2 separate regions of the Gossypium hirsutum genome follow, and region 1 is linked to region 2. Evidence: chromatin contacts called from public Hi-C data. All regions are on one chromosome and are shown on one strand. The core of a region is the stretch at or near the end of the contact, and the rest is flanking DNA. Distances in the headings are between cores, read along the strand shown. Region 1 holds the start of LOC107912016 (peroxidase 72). Region 2 holds the start of LOC107912022.

The links. Hi-C and Micro-C count contacts between places; a contact is called where the count stands out from the background.
Region 1: a Hi-C map of leaf shows a contact between it and region 2, with 2.6 times the contacts expected there. The contact joins the promoter of LOC107912016 here to the promoter of LOC107912022 in region 2. A contact is called at or near these places in 10 of 34 Hi-C or Micro-C datasets (anther, callus, leaf and 1 more).

What each region holds. Positions count from the first base shown.
Region 1 is chrD11:3,918,883-3,924,218 of Gossypium_hirsutum_v2.1, reverse strand. LOC107912016 (peroxidase 72) reads left to right here and starts at 1,934. Exons shown (of 4, transcript XM_041105563.1): 1 at 1,934-2,246; 2 at 2,424-2,615; 3 at 2,691-2,856; 4 at 2,951-3,466. The coding sequence starts at 2,022. The coding sequence ends at 3,363. LOC107912014 (probable methyltransferase PMT27) reads left to right here and starts at 3,636. Exons shown (of 7, transcript XM_016840046.2): 1 at 3,636-5,223; 2 at 5,297-5,336. The coding sequence starts at 3,787.
Region 2 is chrD11:3,769,225-3,774,572 of Gossypium_hirsutum_v2.1, reverse strand. It overlaps LOC107912022, which reads right to left and starts at 4,019. Exons shown (of 6, transcript NM_001327061.1): 1 at 3,805-4,019; 2 at 3,152-3,802; 3 at 3,080-3,149; 4 at 2,865-3,078; 5 at 2,535-2,758; 6 at 819-1,858. The coding sequence starts at 3,802. The coding sequence ends at 1,087. It overlaps LOC107912021 (vacuolar protein sorting-associated protein 35A), which reads right to left and starts at 98. Exons shown (of 21, transcript XM_016840051.2): 1 at 1-98.

The sequences.
Region 1 (5,336 bases), core at 685-3,184, 150 kb before region 2:
AAGGATTATACAAACCTACAAAAGCACTATCAATGATTGTACGCAGCGTTTTGTTAATGTATGAAGATAATACTTTTCAAAAAACCACCATGTTGGCATACATTTTTCAAGTACATGGATAATAGATTAACAGGAAATTTTAATGTTTGATGATGGTACATACGGGCAATTTCTCAAAAAAAACTTTTTTTTTAAATTATTGAAATGGGTCCGGTATTTTATTATTTATCGGAATGGGTCTTTTCCGGCAAATCGCGTCCACGTCAGCGCGATGTTAGGGGACGTGCCAGAAAATCGCAGCCACGTCAGCGCGCTTTGCTGACGTGGCAACAAATCGCATCCACGAGGGGGCGATTTGTTGCCACGTCAGCAAAGCGCGCTGACGTGGCCGCGACTTGCCCAACGCGTGAACAGTGCAACTAATGAAATTTTATGTATATAGTTGCACTAAATTATTTAAATTATTTATAATACCTAAATTATCCCTATTTATTTGTTATATTACATAAAATACTCCTTTGAAAATACAAAACATTATGATAGCTAATTTAAAATTTATTCTCCACAACTAATGAAAATCATTTAAAATACTAAAACTAGATTTGTCTGAACAAACTATAAGAAAATCCCTGAAATGCTGTGATTTCTTCGTCTTCAACGAAAGATCTCGAGATTGATCACGGTGAGGAAAGCTTGTGCTTAATGAGGAAGCAAATTTGGACACTCGGAATCATCTAACAATTATGCAGAACAGCAGCCGTCTTTCTTCACAGCTGAAACATCATCCCCAAAGCCGACATTGATGGTTTGTCCCTTGGGCAATGTTGTTTGATCATTCCCTCATTCGAGTGCTTTTTGACTGATCACATGATGTATTTGAGTTAGTACTTCAGTGAATGCATGCTCAACATTTGTAGATTCAAGGGCAGATGTTTCCATAAAGAAGTGTGTACAGTGGGCGCGACTTATCTATTTACTTTTTTCTCCAAAACCCTAAAAGTCCTAAAAACTCTAAAAGTCCTAAAAACCCTAAAACCCTAAAACTTAAAATCCAAAAACCTACAAGTCAGGAAACCACGGCCACATCAGCGCGCTTTGCTGACGTGGCAACAAATCGCGTCCACGAGAGGGCGATTTGTTGCCACATCAGCAAAGCGCTCTGACGTGGCGGCAATTTCCTGGCACGTCTCCTGACATCGCGCTGACTTGGACGCGATTTGTCGAAAACGGCCTATTCCGATAAATAATAAAATACCGGGCCTATTTCGATAAATTTATAAAAAATTAAACTTTTATTGGTAAATAAGCCGGTACATACCTCCATAAACATTTTTAATGTAAAGGTTATGAAATTTGCAATTTCCAGTTAGCATTCATATATTGGTTTTTGTCAACGGAGCAGGCTTACCTGCTCCCTTCTTAAAACTTTACAGTATGGCTAGGACCGTGTCTCAATCAACTTTAGACCATTTTAGGTATTGACCAGGTCCTATTTTATTCCACGAGTTGTTGATCGAATGAATGTTTGGATTTATGCATACACAGATATGCTCAACTTTTCTGTAAATATTTTGATATGAGCTCTTAGTATTATGTATAAAAAAAATCATGGCTAGAGTAGAGACCCAGATTTAAATAAATTTGGCAATGTGACATATTATAGAAACATTATTTTTAATTTATTTATTGTAATTAATCGTGATAACTTGAGTAATTATGTTAAACACAATTATTACTAAAAGCACAATCTTAGATAATTATCCTGGGCAAGCAAATGTGGGCATTTTAGTACCAACTCCAACCTTTCTGCATCTTTTTCCTGCTTTTGATTGATGCAAAGCTAGTTGCCTAATATTACGTCATCTCTTTCATTTGATTGTCATTTCAAACAAAGTCTCCCTTATAAATACCCATTCCCCACTTTGAAAGCTCTCATCATAACAACGTTTTCTCTTCATATTTCAGCTGTTTCCACTTCAACCATACACCTTTTTGTCTAGAAAGTAAAAAAGGTAAACACTATGGTTCATTATATCATAGTTATTACTCTTCTAGCCCTTGGCCTTGCCCCCCATTGTTTGTCTTCCAAGACAGTTGGGGGAGGATACCTTTACCCTCAGTTTTACGATCATTCATGTCCCAAAGCTCAAGAGATTGTGAGAAACGTTGTTGCCAAAGCTGTTGCAAAGGAACCTCGTATGGCTGCTTCATTGCTTAGGCTACACTTCCACGACTGCTTTGTTAAGGTAACTTCATCCTCGCCAAACCAATGGCAAAGTGTTTACTACTCGACTGTCAGTGTCGAATACAAGACTAGTGTGTCTAATATGGATATATTCAATCTTTTCCAAGTTTTTCTTTGAAGGATTATATCATTATATATGGTTATATAGCAGCAAAGTTTAACAATTCATTGTTTCCAGGGCTGTGATGCATCGATTTTGTTAGACAGCAGCGGGAGCATTATCAGCGAAAAGAGGTCGAATCCAAACAGGAACTCAGCCAGAGGATTCGAAGTGATAGATGAGATCAAAGCTGTAATGGAGAAAGAGTGTCCTCATACAGTGTCATGTGCTGATATTATGGCTTTGGCTGCTAGAGATTCTACCGTTCTCGTATGTCGTTTTGGTTATAGTCTTGTCTTGTCATTGAAATTGACCCCGTGGTAACATGTTTTTTTGGATTTGCAGACAGGTGGGCCTAGCTGGGAAGTCCCCCTTGGAAGAAGGGATGCCAGAGGTGCAAGCTTGAGTGGCTCTAACAACAACATTCCTGCTCCAAACAACACATTCCAAACAATTCTCACCAAGTTTAAGCTACAAGGCCTAGACATTGTTGATCTTGTTGCACTTTCTGGTAAGCTATATAGTTCTTTCACATTCTGCAAATAACCAAGAAAGGCAATACTCTGAATATATATGACCAAGTTGTCCATATATATATCATGCAGGGAGCCACACAATAGGAAATTCCCGATGCACCAGTTTCAGGCAGAGACTATACAACCAATCAGGCAATGGACAACCAGACAACACACTTGACCAATCCTATGCTTCTCAGCTGCGCAGGAACTGTCCAAGATCAGGCGGCGACCAGAACCTGTTTTTCTTAGATTTTGTTAGCCCCATAAAGTTCGACAACAGCTACTTCAAGAACTTATTGGCTAACAAGGGACTGTTGAACTCTGACCAAGTTTTGTTCACAAAGAATGGTGAATCAAGGGAGTTAGTGAAGACATATGCTTATAACCAGGAACTCTTCTTTCAGCAATTCGCTAAGTCCATGATTAAGATGGGGAATATTTCACCGTTGACAGGGTATAGGGGTGAGATCAGACAGAATTGCAGGAAAATTAATGCTTAAAATCATCAAGTGATAATTATATGAATAAAGTTTGTATTCCTGTTTGTCATGTTATTTTGGTTTCCTTGTATTGAATTATTAATAAAAGAATTTCATTTGTGTGTATTGCTGGGCCAACGATTGTCCTTTTCTTTGTTCCCTGTTTGAAATAAATGGGCTCTGTGAGACTTGTTTTTTAAATCTTTTGCCATATTGGATTTGGGTTTTGTTGATGTTAACGGAAGGAACAAGATTTTTCCCAACGAATTCCCCTTCTCCAACTCATTCGGATCTTTGAGACACATTCCAACTTAGAATGTTTCTTCGCTCTTATTACATCTATTCCACAAACAAAGCTTTTAATCTTCTCCATTGTCTTTTTTAATCTCCATGCTATCACTTTCACTTCATTTCGTTTCCTCTCAAACTCCATAAAAAACGATAATGGCGATCGGGGGAAAGTCTCGTGTTGCTAAGCGTTCCTCTTCTGTTTCGTATGCATCCACTGTAACCACTGTGGTCTTCGTAACCTTATGTGTTTTGGGTGTTTGGATGCTCACTTCCAACTCCGTTTCCTCCCCTCAAACCACCACCACCACTCGCACCATCACTGACACCAATAGTGACATTGCATTTTCTGGTTCCAATGAAGAACAACCCTCCAAAATTAACGAAGATCAGAAAGATAAAGCGGTGTTCGAAGATAACCCTGGCCAACTTCCCGATGAGGCCGTCAAGCCTGACGATGATAAGGTGTCGGAGTCCGATGATCTAGATAAAGTGAAAGAAGGTGCGGCTGTTGAAGAAACCCGACATGGTTTACAAGGAAAAGAATCAGCAGAAGAACAGGAGAAGCAAAAAATGAGTGAAACTCAGATATCCGAAGAAAGTGTGTTGACTCAAAACCAACAATCGAAGCAAAATGGTCTCAAGGAAGTTGAAGATAATAAGCAAATGAGTAATGAAGAACCCATCAAGGTTCATCAAGAGGAAACTATCAACAATCAGGATCTGTCGGAAGATCAAGATCAAATTCGGGTTGTGGAAAAGAAACAAATAAACGAGAAACCCAAGGAACGGCGTGGCAAAAAGAAGAAGAAACACGCTGAAAGCATTGAGAGACCGCTGGAGACGACGATGATCGGGAAATCAAAGAAGGATGATGTGGCGGAAATGGAAGATGAACCGAGGGTAAACAAACCAAAAATTCAAGACCAACTAGAGGAGGATGAACCCAGGGGAACCAAACAACTGAACCAAGACCAACTAGAGGAAGATGAATCGAAGGGGACCAAACAACTAAATCAAGATCAACTAGAGCAAGATGAACACAAGGGAAACAAACTACAGAATCATGACCAACAAGAGTCGCAGGTGCAAGGGATCGACAACGCCACATTCAATGACGAAACCAAGGACAAACCGGAGATTCTAAACGCCACCCAAACTGATACGTTCCAGAGTTTATTGAAGACAAAGACGAACCAGGAAACAGCGGAGAAAGACACCCAGATTGAAGCTCAACAACAGCATGAGTCCACCTCGGAGGAAACGTTAGGAAGTACCATTCCGAAAGAGTCCAACGAATCGAAGAACGCCTGGAAGTCGCAAAAGGCACAATCAGAGAACGAGAAGGAGAGACGGAGGGACGAATCGAGCGGCAAAGAGGGCCTCTATGGTTACACTTGGCATTTGTGCAACGTAACTGCTGGCCCTGATTACATACCCTGTTTGGATAACGAGGAAGCTTTGAAGAAATTACGCAGTACCAGGCACTTCGAGCATCGGGAGAGGCATTGCCCTGAGGAAGGACCAACGTGTTTGGTCCCTCTTCCAAAGGGATACAAACGGCCCATCTCCTGGCCCAAAAGCAGAGAGAAGGTAAAGATTGAATTGAATTGAATTGAATTGAATTTAAACCTGTTGGATTGATAACGATTTTTGTAACTGGCAGATATGGTACAATAATGTACCACATACGAAACTGGCTGAGT
Region 2 (5,348 bases), core at 2,770-5,269:
ATTGTTATCGAGGTTGTTTTGACTTGTTTCGTGAACCTAACGCCTTTCAAGTCTCGTTTTCGATCGAAGTGATCCTGTGCTACGCATGTCTATGCCCTACTCTAATCAGGCCCTTTGTTTTGCTAGAAGTCTAAAAATGGGATTTACACCGTCCGATGTGGTCATACTCACGATGATTTACTTACTAATTTACCTAGATTAATTACTAATGTCATGTATGATGCAGGGGATTAATTTTTAGTTAATTTTTAAAAGGAATAAATTTCAATATATAAACTTTAATTTGGAGCAATCATATATAAAATATATTTTGATTGTGATTTAAATATTTATATAATTTTTATTTTGGTTTAATTATACATATTTAAATAAATAAATACATTAAATTATTTTTATATTTAATTATATATTTATGTGTGTAGTATATCAATTTAAAGGGCATGTTTAGTTGATTGAAAAAAAATGAATGAAATGAAAATGGAAATGGAAATGAAATAATAGAAAAGTAGGAAAAAAATTGGAATCAATGTGTCCACCATCAATAGCAACGGCTAATCCCTTGTCACGAGTGCTTCATTCTTATAGATGAAAATTGAATTTCTAACATGGTTAAAAAAAATGAGGTAAGTAACAGCCACACCACAACTCATGGTTCTATTGAGGCAACTTCTTCACTTTTCACTGCTGCTGTAAAACAATTTAATGCCTGTCAGATACAGTCAGTTGTATAAAAGAATTGGATGAGATGCAAGCCTTTGGAAGGGTGACTCTACTTTGCAGCTATGGAGTTATTCAACTATGCTAGGGAAATGTTCTTGTAATCTCAAGCAATACAAGTGCTTCACTTGGTTGCTCTCAGAGCAATTCATTACCAAAACATAATTTCATGATTCAAAAGGCAAACAAAAAAGGGTTTTAAACAGAAACTTGCAAAGCATTCAACACTTTCCAATGACGAAATAAAACAAGGTATACAATTCTACACTCCTACTTGACTGGAATTTTCTTCCGTGTCTGGACTTTGATCCCAATACCGAACACGTATCAGTGGTAGCATCATTTTGATTCCAGAGTGTTAGTCTTTTCTCAAGGAAGTATTCTCTTCACATCATGTTCCTGATCAATACCGTTGGCTTGATTGTAGACAGATTCAAATGCTTGCATACATACACTTGAATATCCTACCATTGCCTGGAAGACATGAGGAAACCCCATTTGGAGGTTGTTTAAAGTCATTGCTCTTGTTACACTCGCTGACTTCTCATGTTTATTCTTCTCCTCTTCAGCCTTTGCTCTCAACATTTCCACCTTTGTTCGTTTTTCTACAACAGGGTACTTGTTCATTTCAGGCATGGAGGAAAATGGGCCATACTTACTTTCCAGTGATCTAAGTTCTGCTGCCTTCTTCTCAAAATCTTTCAAAGCAGAATCTGCCTTCTTTTTTTGCTTATACTCTTCTGCTTGCTGGACCACGATGGCATGGATTACTGTCAAGAAGCTCTTGATTCCTTCAGACGCTACCTTATCTGGAATTCTGTCAATTGCAAGATGCCATTCTTCACAAAAAGAGTAAATTTTCGATTCCTCATTGTTTCTTAAAAGTGGGTCTTTGCTGAACTGGAAAAGGCTAAGCCGGAGCCAACCTGCTAGGGACTGAATGTAGTCTCGTTGAGCCTTGACTAAGTTGCAGAAAGAAGAATGCCACTGCTGGACTTCAAGCTCGAGCTGGAGAGTTGATTGCTTGTGAATCTCAGATGTTGGCTCGTTAGAAGGCATAAAGTTAAGGTACTTGAGCTGCTGAACTATGTGTGTGTGAACTTGGTGAATTTCGTACATGCTTCTCCACATCCACATCAACCTGCACAAGGAAATAACCCTCAATTCAGAGTTAATGTGAGGAACAAACTATTTAAACAATAACCCTCCACTGCAGATTAAAAGAAAGAATTAAGGACATCAAATTAGGTAAAAAGCATATTGTTTTCTGCGGACAACCTCACATCCTATAAATCTCCAATGGGAACCAATGGTATATAGGAACCAACTTGGAATCATATGAATCCGTATGGATGATTAAGATTACTTAAGCAGTACCTGGAACCATAAGCATGCATTAGCCCGATATGGTCAATCCGTTAGCTGCATGAATGCCCAAATTTTCAAATTTCATACAATTAGGACCATAGGATTATCTTCCTGAGGAATACAGGAATCAGCAAAGATTAAGGTTAATTATAAATGGAGACCCCACTAAAACTATTCAGTTAGTGACCATTCTCAACCTGATACAATAGGACGCAAAGTACAAATGGATTCCACTTGTCATCTAAATCAGTCAAAAAGAGAGGGAAACAAAAAAAAAAGAGAGGGTCCCAACTCCCAAACATAGCCTTTTTCTGTACTATCTCAAACAATAAATGAACTATATCATTCTATGAAAGATGACATGAGGGCTAGTGTCTGCAGCATATTGATGCTCAAGGCAATCGGGAAGCAAGTACGTGGAAGCAAAGTGATAAAAAAACTAGACTAACCCGTTTACAAGGTCCAGGAGTTGAGGATAAAGCTCTGCCTCTCTCAGTTTGATGATTTCCGCTGATATGGTCTCAATGGCCTGTGAAGAAACCATCATTTGGGATTCTAATTTTTCAACCTCTTTCTTAGTCTTTTCATTCTTGACATAGTCAGCTCTCTTCAACTCCAGCTTCCTCAATTGGGCCACCCGCTTCTCATGTTCCATCCTTATAGTCTCCACAGTCTAAACAAATCACCAGTAAAAGAGCAGTCAGATTTAAACTATAGATCACTTTTTTTGACTCATCAGGCCATTGCAAATTTTCTAACCATGGAACAGGATCTAGTACCTTGACCTCTTCGTATAATTTCTTCTCCCAAGCATACAATCTCTCTATAGTAGAAGAATGGCTACTGTTAAGAATAGTACCACCTACATTTCCATTTTCTCCCGTCCTATCGCCTCCCAACTTCCCAGTTCCTTCCATTTTTGAATTTCGATTCCATGCCCAAGTTGTTGGAGTCAGATTACAACCATAGTTATACACTTTACCTGCAACAAGGAAAAAAAAAACCCCACCCAGAAATGTTAAGAGGGAAAAAGAAAAGGAAAAGAATGAGAGAGAAATAACTCATTTACTTTGAGCAGGAAAATTGGAATTTGAAACTTCTAACAGCAACGAGAGCTGGCTACCAGCATCAGCAGCTTTAATAAAATACTCATCGACCTCTTTCACGATCTCCACCAGTTCTTTACTATTCCTCGACACCACCATAGCAAGCTCACTTCCCGTATCTTTCGAGAACCCACTCACCACAGAAGGGGGCGGTGCCATGCTTGCAGCCCTGGTCGTGGGGTTTGTAGCGGTGACCGCCACCTCAGGCACTGACGTGGAAGCCTCCCATTCCTCCTCTGTGGCTGACCGTGACTCTGTAGCTGGAACAAATGGATCCCAAAAGTCCCAGTTACTGGATTGAGGAGGAGAAGGCGGCGGCAGAACAGGGGAGGCCGTGTTAGCAGATGTCCAAGTGTCTGAACTAGGACTCATTGGCGGCGGCAATGCCGGCTGTTGAGGCGGCGGAGTAGTATGGTGGTGGGAGTGGGTAGTAGTTTCATTGCTGGAAAACTGAAGGAGAGCTGAGCCTGTGCCTCGTAAAGAGCGTAGATACATAGAATGTGAAGCACCAAGAGTTTGTCTTGCTTTAACTAACTGTTTCATGTATCTCTTTCTCGCCTTGCAACGCGAAACAATCTCTTCCCTATCGATCCTTGAGTACCAACACCCCATTTTTTTCTTGCTTCACCCTTCTGCCACAGATCAACTTTTTTTTTCTAAAATTTGAAGCAACTAAACAGTAAAGAGGGAAACAAAATGAGCTGTGAGTTAATTTTACTTAGTCTAAAGATCTATTGCTTTTACCACTGCAGCTTTCACCAATGGAGGGTCTTTCATCTTCAAGAAACTATCTTTCACAGCAAACAAAGCTTCTTCGAACATGAAAATGTTGGCTGTTACTCTACTCGGTGGTGATGGTGAAACCAACTAGGGGCAGAGAGCCAGAAAATTAAAATTGTTATATTCCGATTTAATGACGAAGTTACCCTCCTGAAATGTACTTTTTCCTGTTGTTAAAATACGGGTAAATTGCATAACAGGTCACTCAATATTGTCCTTTTTCTTTCACTAATTATTAATTTGTTTTAATTTAATCACCTAATTATTGTCACTTTTTCTTATTTGTCACCCAATTATCAATTTTTTAATTTGATCACTTAATTAATCGAGATTATTTTTTTGTTCATTTTTTGTTTAGTACCGTTAAATTTTTAACAGTAAGATGATGTGACAGTTTAAACATAAATATAATAACAAATTTAACCTTTAATTTTACATATTATATCAATTTAAGAATTCTCAATTTCATCCTCAAAATTTATCTCCTTCTTCCTCTTCTCCCACTGCCACTAGCATTGTTGCCTCCACCTTCACGCTAAATATCATGAACAAAAGATACAACAGACATGCACGCCAACATCTACAGTTTCATCACCATCAATATCACCAATGGCTTCAGCAATATTGTTGTTGACTTCAACAATAACTTTAGTGGCTGCCAAAACTTCATCTGCATCGCTGCCATCTTCAGGTTCCTTTTTTACACCATCTTCCTTCTGCTCATCATCACCTTCCATATTTCCATATGAAAATGCAATTACAAATCCCCACACAACAAAGCATATAAAGAACGTCATACTCATCATGAGAACCATAATCTCACCCATTTTTCATTCCCGAAGTTGCGGCTATACAAAGATTCAATGCAAAAGTCAACGAATCATTTATGTGTAATATGTTTTTAGAAGCTTTTGAATAGGGGGAAAAATATCAAAAGCTTAGTATTTCACTATGAACTAATGGATAAACTGTCAGCAATATAAAAACTAATTTTCTTGTTTAAGAAAACAAGATGGAATCAGCAGATATATTGCTCGAGTATTTTTTTTCTCTCACAATGATTATTTTTATTTGTGTTTCTGTCTTTGAGATTTGTACTTGTTTTTGTGTTTTAGAAACGAAAGAGGAAGGTAAATTTTGAGAATTAAGTTGGAGATGTTTTTTTTTTTTTGTAAATTTTAAAAATTATAACTAAATCAATATAATATATAAAAGAATAGTTAAATAATTAAATTAGAAAAATTGATAACTGACTAAAAGAACAACAGTTAGGTGACCTGTAGTTTACCCTTAAAATATTACTGGCTACTGCAACATACCGCTCGAACCTGCAATGCAACTACTGAGCCATAGGTGTTGTCGTAAACCCACATTTAA